Regions from separate parts of the Mus musculus genome. Here region 2 is linked to region 1. A link is a contact called in public HiCAR-type data. All regions are on one chromosome and are shown on one strand. The core of a region is the stretch at or near the end of the contact, and the rest is flanking DNA. Distances in the headings are between cores, read along the strand shown.

Region 1 (6,486 bases), core at 1,822-4,321:
GGGCTGTGGCCAGGTAGGCACCCGGCCCCTGCCCCCCTCTGCCCGCTCGGGAGTCCTCACCGAGCAGCAGCTCCGGAGGCCGGTACCACAATGTCACCACACGGTTGGTGTATCGGTTGGGCTGGCTATTCTTAGCTAGGCTGAAGGCACGGGCCAGCCCAAAATCTGCCAGCTTCAGGACCCCATCCCGGGTAATGAGCACATTCGCAGCCTTCATGTCCCTGTGCAGGATCTGAAGGGAGGACACACAAGAGCTCAGTCAGGTTTCATAGCATCCTGGAGCCTGGCCTACACAGCAGTCAAGAGCAGAGAAGCCCCATTCTGCCCCACCTTGTTCCTGTGGATGTAGTAGAGGCCGTTCAGCAGCATCTGCATCACTCTCTTGATCTCAGACAACGTGAACTTGACTAAGACGTTGCTCAGCAGCCCAGCAAGGTCATGCTCACAGAAGTCAAACACCAGATAGATGCTGCCCTTGCAGCGGTTATACGGTGAGGCTGATACAGAAGGGGCAGAGAGAAAAATAAAAAATAAAAACCTGCATCCACCTCATTTTCCACAGCCAACTCCCAGCCCTCCAACCCACAGACACCCAACTCCAAACAAGACCAGAGAAGATGGGGGGCCGGCACTCGGGAGGCAGAGGCAGGTGGACCTCTAAGTGTGAGGCCAGCCTGGTCTATGGCGCAAGGTCCAGGACAGCCAGGGTTACACAGAGAAACCTTGTCTCAAACCCCCCTTTTCTCCTGAGGCAAGCAACACACCTTTGGTCCGACAAATCTCAATTAGGTTCACCACATTCTCATGTTTTAGGAGCTGTAGAATCTTGATTTCCCTCAAGGCTGTGATGGGGAACTAGGGAGGAGAAAGAGGAAGTGGTCAAAATTGAGAGCACAACAGACGGAGGAACTGTGGGTGGGGTGGGGGTGTGTTTGGGGTCTATACTGAGGGACAGAGGTTGAAAGACAGGCGAGAGAATCGTTCCTGTGTGATGGTTCCTATCTGGAATCCAATTCTCGTATCAGGAGACAGAGACATCAGAACCACCAAGTTCAAGGCCAGACTGCTTAGTTGAGCTCCTGATTCAAAAAGAAGGGAGAGGGGAAGATATATCTATATTTATCTGTAGCTAGCCTTTGCAAAATATAAAATAAGTGCAAACACACACATATCTCAAGGAGCTGCTAAATGTTGCCATCTAGATAATGGTGGCCTTGAACTTGTTTATGAACCATCTTTTTTCCCCAGTCTCATAAGTGCTGGGATTATAATCACAACCCTTTACTCCAGACTGGGAATTTATTTTAGACAACCCAAATAAGGATAAACATTTTGTCACTAACACTTGTGAGTTAAGATCAAGAAATTTGTGGGGCAGTGGTGGCGCACGCCTTTAATCCCAGCACTTGGGAGGCAGAGGCAGGTGGATTTCTGAGTTCAAGGCCAGCCTAGTCTACAAAGTGAGTTCCAGGTCAGCCAGGGCTACACAGAGAAACCCTGTCTCAAAAAAACCAAAAAGATCAAGAAATTTCCTGGGAATGGAGATAGTTGAATGGTTAAGGAAACTGGCTATGGTCACGTGTGGCAGTCCAGCCCTTTATTTCCAGCAGTCAGGAAACACAGGCAGTTGATCCTCTGTGAGTCTGAGAACAGCCTGGACCAAACAGTGAGTTCCAGGACAGTTGGGGCTACAGAGAGATTTTGTGTCAAACAAAACATAGAGTCCCTGTTTCAGGGAAACACACACACCACAGCACTGGCTATCCTCCCCCAGGACCCAGGTTCAATTCCCAGCACCCACACAGTGGATCTTTTGTCCCAAATGATCCAAGGCAACCTGGCACACCTTTCTGGCTTCCTCAGGTACCCAGGTACTGGAGAATAGTGCTGTACACAGACATGCCAGAAAACAGAAGACCCTATAGACGCAAAGTAAGACAAACAGCATTTTCCTTACAAAGGCAATGCTGCTGAGGCTGATGGAAACAACACCTTTCAGAACATCACCTTAAGCTCAGCGGCCTTTTAAACGGCTTGTGCACAAATGGTCTCTTCATACAAAACAAAATTCAACGCCAAGCTAAGCTGAAAGTTTTCTAGAGTCAACCTGCACTCCATGGGAAAAGCACAGGCTCCCTCCCGTGGCTCCCACAGAACTCTGCCACTAAAGCTCAACAGTGTAAATGGAAAGCCAAATTCCTTGTTCCATGGAAAACCGAAAAACACTAGGTCGAATCTCAGCACAAAACCCTTTGAAGTAGCGGTGTGGAAACCCAGCCAGGTTAGAAGAAGGTCGGCCCAGTGGTCCATATACTCACCCCCTCCTTCTCATTCTCCATCAACACTTTCTTCAGAGCCACCTTCTGGCCCGTCTGACGGTGCTTGGCTTTAAAGACTTCCCTGCAGGCACAGAGAAAGACCCAAGGGACCCATAAGGCATTTCCGCAGGGAGTGCCCCTCCCCCGCGCGAAGGGGAGCAGCAGGAGCCCAGACCCACGGCGGGCGGGGTGCGGCCTCGGATCCGGGACGCGGTCATTCCACACCGCGTGTCTTCCGTCCTCCTCCCGGCCTCTGCTTACTCCTACTCAGCCCCTACTCCTCCCCTAGAGGTGGCCGCTCACATTCGGAGTGGCTCTCAGCAACCCTACCCAACCCCCATCACGGGCCCCAGGCTCCTCCCCGCCAGTCGGCTCGGTTGGGCCGGGAACGTCTGCGCCGCGGCCGAGCAAGACCGGGCAACAGCCACGAAAACAGAAGCTTCCGGACCACCTCGGCCCGGGCTCTGGGCGACCCGACGTCGGCCCTGGAAAGTGCAGGTCCCGGGCTCGCGGTCCCACGCGGCCTAATCTTACCCGAATGTGCCTTGGCCGATCTTGGCAAGTTTCTCGTACTTGGTGACCTCATCGCAGAACGGGCATTCCACCGAGTCGTACTGCTTGGCCATGGCCACCTCCAGCGCGCCTCCGCCGCCGCCGCCGCCGCCGCCCCCAGCCGCAGCTCCCGCCGCTCCCGGTCCCGCCACACTCCAGGCCCCTCCGCGGCCGCGCCACTTCCGCCTCCACGGCCACTTCCGGCCTCGAGGTGCCGAGCCCGCCTCTTCCGGTCTCCGCCCGCCGCCAGGCCCCCTGGGACTTGTAGTTCCCGGGAGGCCAGGGGGAGCCGGAGCTGCAGAGGAGCCTCCGCCGCCGCCACTGCCCCCGCCTCCGCCGCCGCCGCCAGCGCTGTTGGCGGCCCCGATCGGGGGCGCAGGAAGCCGTGGCGCTGGGGCTGGGGCTCGCGGCGGTGCGTCCCGCTGCATTGGCCCGGGCCGTGCTGCTGCCGAAGCTGCTGCCGCTCTGGCTCCCGATCCGGGGCCAGCCGCAGTGCCCTGCTCCTCCTCCTCCGACGGCGCCGCCTCCGCCGGGCTGCGCGGGGCGGCGGGTGGTGGTGGGGGGAAGGCCTGGGGGCGGAGGCTCCCTGGCCAAGCCCGGCCCGGGGCGGCAGGGCAAGGGGGCGAGATAGGCAGAGCAGACGAGGAGGCGGCCCGAAAGCCCGGGAGGGGGCGCGTTATAAAGGGGGAGGTGCCCGTCCTGGCCTCCCCTCCCCCTCCGCCCACCCCCTCCCTCCTCCTCCCACCCTTCGCAGCCGCACCTGCCGCCGCCGCCTCCCGCCCTCCCGCTCCCAGTCCAGCGTCCGCCCTCGGCGCGTCACTGCTCGCAGCCCCTCCTCTGCCTTTGGAGGTGGGGCTCCGCACTAGACACCTGCCTGCGGCTCCCTCCTGCGTGCCTCAGTTTATCCCCCGAATGCCAGCTGCTACAGAATGGCCCTTCTTCCAGGACCGGGAGTGTGCTCCCGGTGAGGCGAAGGCAGGAGGTGCCGTGGGAGCGGCCTTGAGGCCAGGGGAAGAGAGAACTGCCCCCGCTGCCGCCTCCGTCGTCTCAGCCACCCGCCGTTGACATGGCAACTGACGGCCGCCAGGGGGCGCGGCGACACTGTGGGCGGTGAGCGATCAACGCTCAGGCCTAAACCCTTGGATCTTGTGTTGTCAGGATGGATCTACTACAACCTTCCTTCACAGAGCCGCGCCAAAGCTGGTCTGTCCAGAGTCAATCATCCCCAAAACTGTTAACATTGAGCCGGCACTCCTGATGCTTTTGAAATGGGCGTGAGCCGGGCCTTGATGGCGCACGCCTTTAATCCCAGCACTTGGCAGAGGCAGATGGATTTCTGAGTTCCAGGCCAGCCTGGTCTACAGAGCCAGTTCCAGGACAGCCAGGAAAAACAACAATAACACAGAGAGACAGAGAGGAGAGTCTGAAGTCTGTTCTGTCTTCCTCTACTGTCTTGAAATTCTGAGCTGATCATGGCCGATTTTTCCAGCGTTTACCTCCTGGTCTGTGGTCCTACAAGCTCCCTTCTGTTTCAGTTTCCCAATCCCTCCTGTCTTCAGAGTTGCCACCCCACTCTCCAGGGTCAGCTGCAGGCTTCCCGTTTGCTTCCCCCTCTTGTTTGATGGAGACAAGTCGTGGCTGGTCTGGTGCTCACACAGTAGTCTAGGCTGACCTTTGAACTCCAGGCATCCCTCCCAACTCACCGTATCACTGTGTCCAGCAGTGCTTTCCAGGTTTATCCCACATTGTCTGGGCTTGAAGATTCTTGGAAGGAGGACTGGTTTCGGGGACCCTGGAGCCCCAGAGTACCTACTATGAGAAGGGTCCTGGCAGCAAGATTTTTCAAGACCCTCCATAGAGCCAGGGCTTTAAAGGAGATCAAGCCATATGACCCAGAGCCTACCTTCCTGGATACACTGCTTACCTGAAACAAGAAGTGGTGGTGGGGGGATGCCACCAGGGGTAAGGAGAGAGTACGTGCATTAATTATGATGACAGGATGTGGCTAAGTCCTCCCTTTAGCCCTGCACAGGAGTTATTTCTATTATCAGTTATTCACGGAGCACTGCTCTTCCCTCCACTGTACATAACGACCCTGACACTCAGAGGTGAGATGACTGGGCCATGGTCACACTGCCAGTCAGTGGCCACACTAGCTTTGAACCAGGTAAGTTTGGCATAAACTCCCAACAGTCCTCCTATGTCAAGGCCCCTCCCAATCTGGGCTCAGCATGAAAGCGTGACAAAACTTGGGAGTGATCTCACCTGGCACTCACTGCCCCCGGGGGTGTGTGTGAGGAGTAGTGGGGGGGGGGTGAGGAGGTGTGGCAGGTAACAGTAGCACTGAGGGCCGAGGACTTTGCAGGGCTTATGTGGAGTTTTAAGCCGTAGCTGGTGCCTGTTTCTCATGAGCCCTCCCTAAGTCACATCCTGTGGGCAGAGAGGCTTTAGCAGGGTTTCCTGTGATGTTGTCACCTCTGGCCCCAACCAGAGCCCTGACATCTTCCAGTCACTTCCTCAGAGTCATGGGCCCTCAGCTCTCCACAGGGAAGCAGTGGTGGTCTGGAGGCTTTGTAAGGCTGCCCAGTTCTGAAGTCCGGGTTCTCCACCACTGGTAAATCCAGGAGGGGACTAGAGAGGGGGACTAGCCTTTCGAATCCACTTTGGCTACCGCTTTGTTGGCTGCAAATAATGCCTGCTTCCTGTGGATTGCCCAAACCACCAAGGCCCAGCATGTGACTCAGCCTCTGTCAACACCTGCTGACTGGCTGGCTGATGACACACCCTCAAGAGGGTCTGGTGTATGGCCATTTAACAGCTACGGAAGCCAAGCCTGGTGGCAGACAACTGGAATCCCAGCTACTAAAGAAACTGAAACAGGAAAGTTCAAAGTCTAGGGCTTGTCTGGGCTAGAGAGTAAGTTCAAAGCCAGTTTAGAGTCTCTGTGAGACCTGGTCTAAAAAAACGAAAAAATAAAGCCAGGTATGGCCCACACATTTAATCCCAGCACTCAGGAGGCAGAGTCAGGTGAGTCTCTGTGAGTTTGAGACCAGGCTGGTCTATACATTGAGTTCCAGATCAGCCAGAGCTACATAACAAGAATCTGTCTCAAAAAATAAAATAAGCTGGGTGGTGGTGGCACACACCTTTAATCCCAGCACTTAGGAGGCAGAGGCAGGCGGATTTCTGAGTTCGAGGCCAGCCTGATCTACAGAGTGAGTTCCAGGACAGCCAGGGCTACACAGAGAAACCCTGTCTTGAAAAACCAATAAATAAATAAATTTAATTAAATTAAAAAAATACAAAGCCTTAGAGTGCTTTTCTAGACTAACTTTGAACTCACAAAGAACTCCTTGCCTCTGCTTCCCAAATGCTGGAATTAAAGGTTTGTGCCACTAGCTCAACTCCAGCTTTTGACCTTATCCAGGATCGTGGTTTGAATATGAATGGCATCCATGGATGAGTGGTGGTAGCACACACTTTTAATCCCAGCCCTTGAGAGGCAGAGGTTGATGGATCTCTGTAACTTTAATTGTTTCAAAACGATTTTTTTAAAGATTTATTTATTTATTATATGTAAGTACACTGTAGCTGTCTTCAGACACTCTAGAAGAGG
Region 2 (5,972 bases), core at 770-3,269, 2.1 Mb after region 1:
ACATGTAGCCTTGGCTGTCTTTGTACTAACCAGGCTGGCCTCTAACTCAGAGAGATCCCCTGCTTCTGCCTCCTACGTGCTGAGACTAAAGGTGTGCACCAGTAGATTGGGCTTAGTGATTCTATCTTAATACTAGTCTGATGCAACCCAAAGGAAGATCAATGTTATGACAGTATTACAAGCCTGACTGAAAGAGCTGTGTGATGCAACTTCTATAGCAAGGATGGAGTTGACTGAGTCACTAATCTTTGAGGAATGAGAAAGGAAAAAAATTCCTGAACACTGATTCATAGGCTCAACATTTTAGTGACTGTGCGTGTGATGTTTTAGTAGTATTTGCACAGTGTACTTATGAAGCTCAGAATACATTTAATAGGAATACTGGAGTCATTTCCTGCCTGTAATAAATGGCCCAAGTAGCCTTCATAAGCATGTCTATAAGGACTTGGGGTGCAGAGATGGTGGACCTGAGAGTTCAAGGCCAGCCTGGTGGACATGTTGAGCTCCAGGCCTGGAGACAGATGTCAGTTGTGTAGCATGCATAGATGCAAGTCCCATGGTAGTACATGCCTATGCCTGAAGTTCTCAGCACTTGGGAGGTATAGATAGAAGAAACAGAAGTTCAAAGTCATTTGCTACACAGTTTGAAGACTGGGGGTGCATGAAATTTGTCTTTAAACAACAAAAAAGGGTGGTGGTGGTGGGAATCAATAGTATAAATTATGGAGTAAAATCAACCGGGTTATTAACTATATTCTCAGCACTTATCAATCGACCATTCTAGCTATTTAATCGCTCTTGGTCTCAATGGTCTCTTCTGGAAAATGGGAAAAATGTACCAAGACTTGAATATGAATAAATGACACATGGAAAACACATAGGAGGATCAGTAGTTATAGACCAGCTTGGGCCTGTGTACAATGCCTCTCAAAATACATAAAACAAAACAATGAAGTACATAATAAGCTCAAGTAGTAACTTGTTTTGTTTGTCCCCCAACATACTATTATAAAAGAGTAAAGCATCAGCAAGACTTTTTTGTCTGCTAAACGTCTTTAGCATTATCAGCCCTATTCCAAGAGTCGAATAGGGTGGTGTCAAGAAGGAAGAGGGAAAGAGGAAGGACTTATAAATAATAACCAGTGTCATAAATGGAAATGCTATGCTAGAACAGGTTAGCGAACAATAAGGCGCTACGAGAGAGAGAGAGAGAGAGAGAGAGAGAGAGAGAGAGAAGAAAAGATACATCTCATGGTGGAAAGTGCTCGTTTGACCATAGTACTGAATCTCCGCGGCGGAGAAAGGGAATAGGTTACAATTGGCCAGGCCAATCCTGGGACTTAACCCCGGCAAAGGGAAGATTCGAAAGGCCTGGAAAGACACATACGGCTAGCCTTGGGGTGAAGGAGAAACACGGTTAGCTGAGAAGCACCAGGATTCTCAGCGAGGCAGAATCCAGATCAGGCCCCAGCTCGAGACGTGCAGGCCGGGCGAGTAACAGGGCCTGGACTCTGGGACATCCGAGAACGTGTGGAGGCTGGGGAGGGCGATCACAGCTGAGGCCGGGCAGCTCAGGACGCGGGGAATCGAGGAGGAGAAAGGCCGCGTACTTCTTCAGAGTGAGAGACAGAAAAGGAGACCCCGAGGGAACTGACACGCAGACCCCACTCCAGTCCCCGGGGGCCTGGCGTGAGGGGAGGACCTGAACGGTTACCGGCGGAAACGGTCTCGGGGTGAGAGGTCACCCGAAGGACAGGCAGCTGCTGAACCAATAGGACCAGCGCTCAGGGCGGATGCTGCCTCTCATTGGTGGCCGTTAAGAATGACCAGTAGCCAATGAGTCAGCCCGGGGGGCGTAGCAATGACGTGAGTTGCGGAGGAGGCCGCTTCGAATCGGCAGCAGCCAGCTTGGTGGCATGGACCAATCAGCGGCCTCCAACGAGTAGCGACTTCACCAATCGGAGGCCTCCACGACGGGGCTGTGGGGAGGGTATATAAGGCGAGTCGGCGACGGCGCGCTCGATACTGGCCGAGACAACACTGACCTGGACACTTGGGCTTCTGCGTGTGTGTGAGGTAAGCGCCGCGGCCTGCTGCTAGGCCTGCTCCGAGTCTGCTTCGTGTCTCCTCCTGACCCCGAGGCCCCTGTCGCCCTCAGACCAGAACCGTCGTCGCGTTTCGGGGCCACAGCCTGTTGCTGGACTCCTAAGACTCCTGCCTGACTGCTGAGCGACTGGTCCTCAGCGCCGGCATGATGAAGTTCACTGTGGTGGCGGCGGCGTTGCTGCTGCTGGGCGCGGTGCGGGCCGAGGAGGAGGACAAGAAGGAGGATGTGGGCACGGTGGTCGGCATCGACTTGGGGACCACCTATTCCTGGTAAGTGGTATCCGTCGAAGGAGGAGGGGGTGGGGAGGAGTGGGGCGTGGCCTCCGGGGCCAGCGTGAGAAAGTGAGGTGCTGATTCCTTTTCTGTGGGGTTTCCCCGTCAGCGTCGGTGTGTTCAAGAACGGCCGCGTGGAGATCATAGCCAACGATCAGGGCAACCGCATCACGCCGTCGTATGTGGCCTTCACTCCTGAAGGGGAGCGTCTGATTGGCGATGCGGCCAAGAACCAACTCACGTCCAACCCCGAGAACACGGTCTTCGATGCCAAGCGCCTCATCGGACGCACTTGGAATGACCCTTCGGTGCAGCAGGACATCAAGTTCTTGCCATTCAAGGTCGGACCCGTTTTTTTTTTCTCATGCTAATGGGGCGGCTGGGGTGATAGGAGTATTTAGGGGTTGCCACTTGGCCAAAAACACTGTTCAAAGGACTTAAAAGAATGTGTTCGGAATTTATGTAACGGTTTTACATCTAGTCGTTTTTAGTGTGTTATAAAACATGACACACTGTTAACAATGTCTAGAAGTTGAAACAGACTAAAACTGTCGATCTATCTACAATACAGCTGTGCTCAGTTTTAGTTGTGATTTCCCCCTAAGGGACAGAGATGAATCAAGCTATGGGAGGGAGGAAATGGATTTTTTTTTTTAAATCGTTTGTGGTGTCATTGTTTCCTCTTCGGAAAAATTACCTTTAAATTACTTTATGCCATAGGTGGTTGAAAAGAAAACTAAACCGTACATTCAAGTTGATATTGGAGGTGGGCAAACCAAGACATTTGCCCCAGAAGAAATTTCTGCCATGGTTCTCACTAAAATGAAGGAGACTGCTGAGGCGTATTTGGGAAAGAAGGTGAATAACGTGTGAAACAGTGTTGAGTGTTTGATTGCTGTTGCTCCCCCTCGATGACTTGTGTAGGGAAGCCTTCATGGTTTGAAACCTTTCAATTTTTTTTTAAAGATTTATTTATTATTATACATAATTTCACTGTAGCTGACTTCAGACACACCAGAAGAGAGTGTCAGATCTCATTATGGGTGGTTGTGAGCCACCATGTGGTTGCTGGGATTTGAACTCAGGACCTTCGGAAGAGCAGTCAGTGCCCTTACCTGCCGAGCCATCTCACCAGCCCCAGAAACCTTTCAATCTTAACTTTTAGTGATTTAGTGTTTTGTGGGAGGTCAAGGTATATGCTAGTCAGCCTTTATGAGTTACCACTGCTTAATTCTAATGACAAAAGCGTATGATATAGCAGTAAACTGACTTAGAAACTGTTGTGGCTTGACTAGTTGATAAGAGTGACAGAAGTGAGAACACCATGTACTTCAATCATCTTTAAGTATGATTGCACGGTTGTCCTTCTAGGTTACCCATGCAGTTGTTACTGTACCAGCTTACTTCAATGATGCCCAGCGACAAGCAACCAAAGATGCTGGCACTATTGCTGGACTGAATGTCATGAGGATCATCAATGAGCCGTAAGTATGGGACTCAGAGCTCTACCATATTCCCAAGTGGGGGGGAAATATGAACCCCTGACCAAGCTTTCTTCCCTCCTCTTCATCCTCACAGTACAGCAGCTGCTATTGCATATGGCCTGGATAAGAGAGAGGGAGAGAAGAACATCCTTGTGTTTGACCTGGGTGGCGGCACCTTCGATGTGTCTCTTCTCACCATTGACAATGGTGTCTTTGAAGTGGTGGCCACTAATGGAGATACTCACCTGGGTGGGGAAGACTTTGATCAGCGGGTCATGGAACACTTCATCAAGTTGTACAAAAAGAAAACTGGTAAAGATGTTAGGAAAGACAACAGAGCTGTGCAGAAACTCCGGCGTGAGGTAGAAAAGGCTAAGAGAGCCTTGTCTTCTCAGCATCAAGCAAGGATTGAAATTGAGTCCTTCTTCGAAGGAGAAGACTTCTCAGAGACCCTTACTCGGGCCAAATTTGAAGAGCTGAACATGGTATGCTCCTTGACAGTGCTAATGGAATCCGCTTAGACTGTAGAATTTGGGATAACTAAATAAGGTCTGGGTGGTCAGCACCATAGTAACCATGCCTTGCTTTTCTTTTTTGCTAGGACCTGTTCCGCTCTACCATGAAGCCTGTCCAGAAAGTGTTGGAAGACTCTGATCTGAAGAAATCTGATATTGATGAAATTGTTCTGGTTGGTGGATCTACTCGAATTCCAAAGATTCAGCAACTGGTGAAAGAGTTCTTCAATGGCAAGGAGCCATCCCGTGGCATAAACCCCGATGAGGCTGTAGCCTATGGTGCCGCTGTCCAGGCTGGTGTCCTCTCTGGTGATCAGGATACAGGTAGGTTGTTATCACTGTGTCTTTATCTGTTTAAGTAGCTCGATGGGAGGACTGTTGCTTTAGGAAACTGTAGGGTTAAGAGTAACAGGGAAGAAAGGTACAGTGATGAGAAGACTTAGGTCAGGCTTAGTTAAGATCGGTAGCAACTGTTAATTCATTTTTCCTAAAGTGTGTGTGGTTAGCCTAGGCAGATGACAGTGGGGAAGATGGCAAGAGTTCATTCATTGGGAGATTGCTTGGTAGTGCTCTCAGGACTCTAAAGAAAACCAAACCTGATTAATTTTCCTTTGCAGGTGATCTGGTACTGCTTGATGTTTGTCCCCTTACACTTGGTATTGAAACTGTGGGAGGAGTCATGACAAAACTGATTCCAAGGAACACTGTGGTACCCACCAAGAAGTCTCAGATCTTCTCCACGGCTTCCGATAATCAGCCAACTGTAACAATCAAGGTCTATGAAGGTAATTAAACGTTCACAAATATTGTATGTTTTGAAAGGATGTGATCTGGGTTTCACAATATTATTAAACAATATTATTAAATAAGTTAAACTATTATCCTCCCAGGGAAAGAAGTATGTTTTGTAACTCAAATGAAGAGGTTCTTAGTTGAACCAGTGTTGAATTTTTTTCATGTTAACTAGCTTTTGTAATACAAGGTCAGAGGGGCTTACAATGCTTTGAAGAGTTGAAATTAAGAGCAGTAGCACCCAGTGAGTTAATGTAGGGATCCCAGTGCCCTGGCTTTGTCAATAGTTTTTTCTGTGTTCTTACTCTAGGTGAACGACCCCTAACAAAAGACAATCATCTTCTGGGTACATTTGATCTGACTGGAATTCCTCCTGCTCCCCGTGGAGTTCCCCAGATTGAAGTCACTTTTGAGATAGATGTTAATGGTATTCTCCGAGTGACAGCTGAAGACAAAGGTACAGGAAACAAAAACAAAATCACAATTACCAATGACCAAAACCGCCTGACACCTGAAGAAATTGAAAGGATGGTTAATGATGCTGAGAAGTTTGCTGAGGAAGACAAAAAGCTCAAAGAGCGCATTGACACCAGGAATGAATTGGAAAGCTATGCTTATTCTCTCAAGAACCAGATTGGAGATAAAGAAAAGCTGGGAGGTAAACTTTCTTCTGAAGATAAAGAAACCATGGAAAAAGCTGTAGAGGAAAAGATTGAATGGCTGGAAAGCCACCAGGATGCGGACATTGAAGACTTTAAAGCCAAAAAGAAGGAACTAGAAGAAATTGTTCAGCCAATTATCA

The links. HiCAR-type assays count read pairs that join an accessible place to other places.
Region 2: a contact with region 1 is called in a HiCAR-type map of astrocytes, with 4 times the contacts expected there. The contact joins the promoter of Hspa5 here to the promoter of Cdk9 in region 1. A contact is called at or near these places in 1 of 484 Hi-C or Micro-C datasets (B cells), 1 of 115 datasets of contacts at active chromatin or transcription factors (astrocytes) and 1 of 9 other capture datasets (liver).

What each region holds. Positions count from the first base shown.
Region 1 is chr2:32,709,713-32,716,198 of GRCm38.p6, forward strand. Cdk9 (cyclin-dependent kinase 9 (CDC2-related kinase)) reads right to left here and starts at 3,072. Exons shown (of 7, transcript NM_130860.3): 1 at 2,853-3,072; 2 at 2,319-2,400; 3 at 765-855; 4 at 331-497; 5 at 61-232. The coding sequence starts at 2,944. Mir2861 (microRNA 2861) reads right to left here and starts at 3,176; the gene lies at 3,095-3,176. It overlaps Mir3960 (microRNA 3960), which reads right to left and starts at 3,260; the gene lies at 3,188-3,260. Gm33457 (a long non-coding RNA gene) reads left to right here and starts at 3,598. Exons shown (of 2, transcript XR_001783272.2): 1 at 3,598-5,037.
Region 2 is chr2:34,770,071-34,776,042 of GRCm38.p6, forward strand. Hspa5 (heat shock protein 5) reads left to right here and starts at 2,020. Exons shown (of 9, transcript NM_001163434.1): 1 at 2,020-2,076; 2 at 2,159-2,376; 3 at 2,489-2,720; 4 at 3,100-3,237; 5 at 3,751-3,863; 6 at 3,958-4,348; 7 at 4,465-4,702; 8 at 4,996-5,163; 9 at 5,481-5,972. The coding sequence starts at 2,252. It also overlaps a transcript of Rabepk not described here.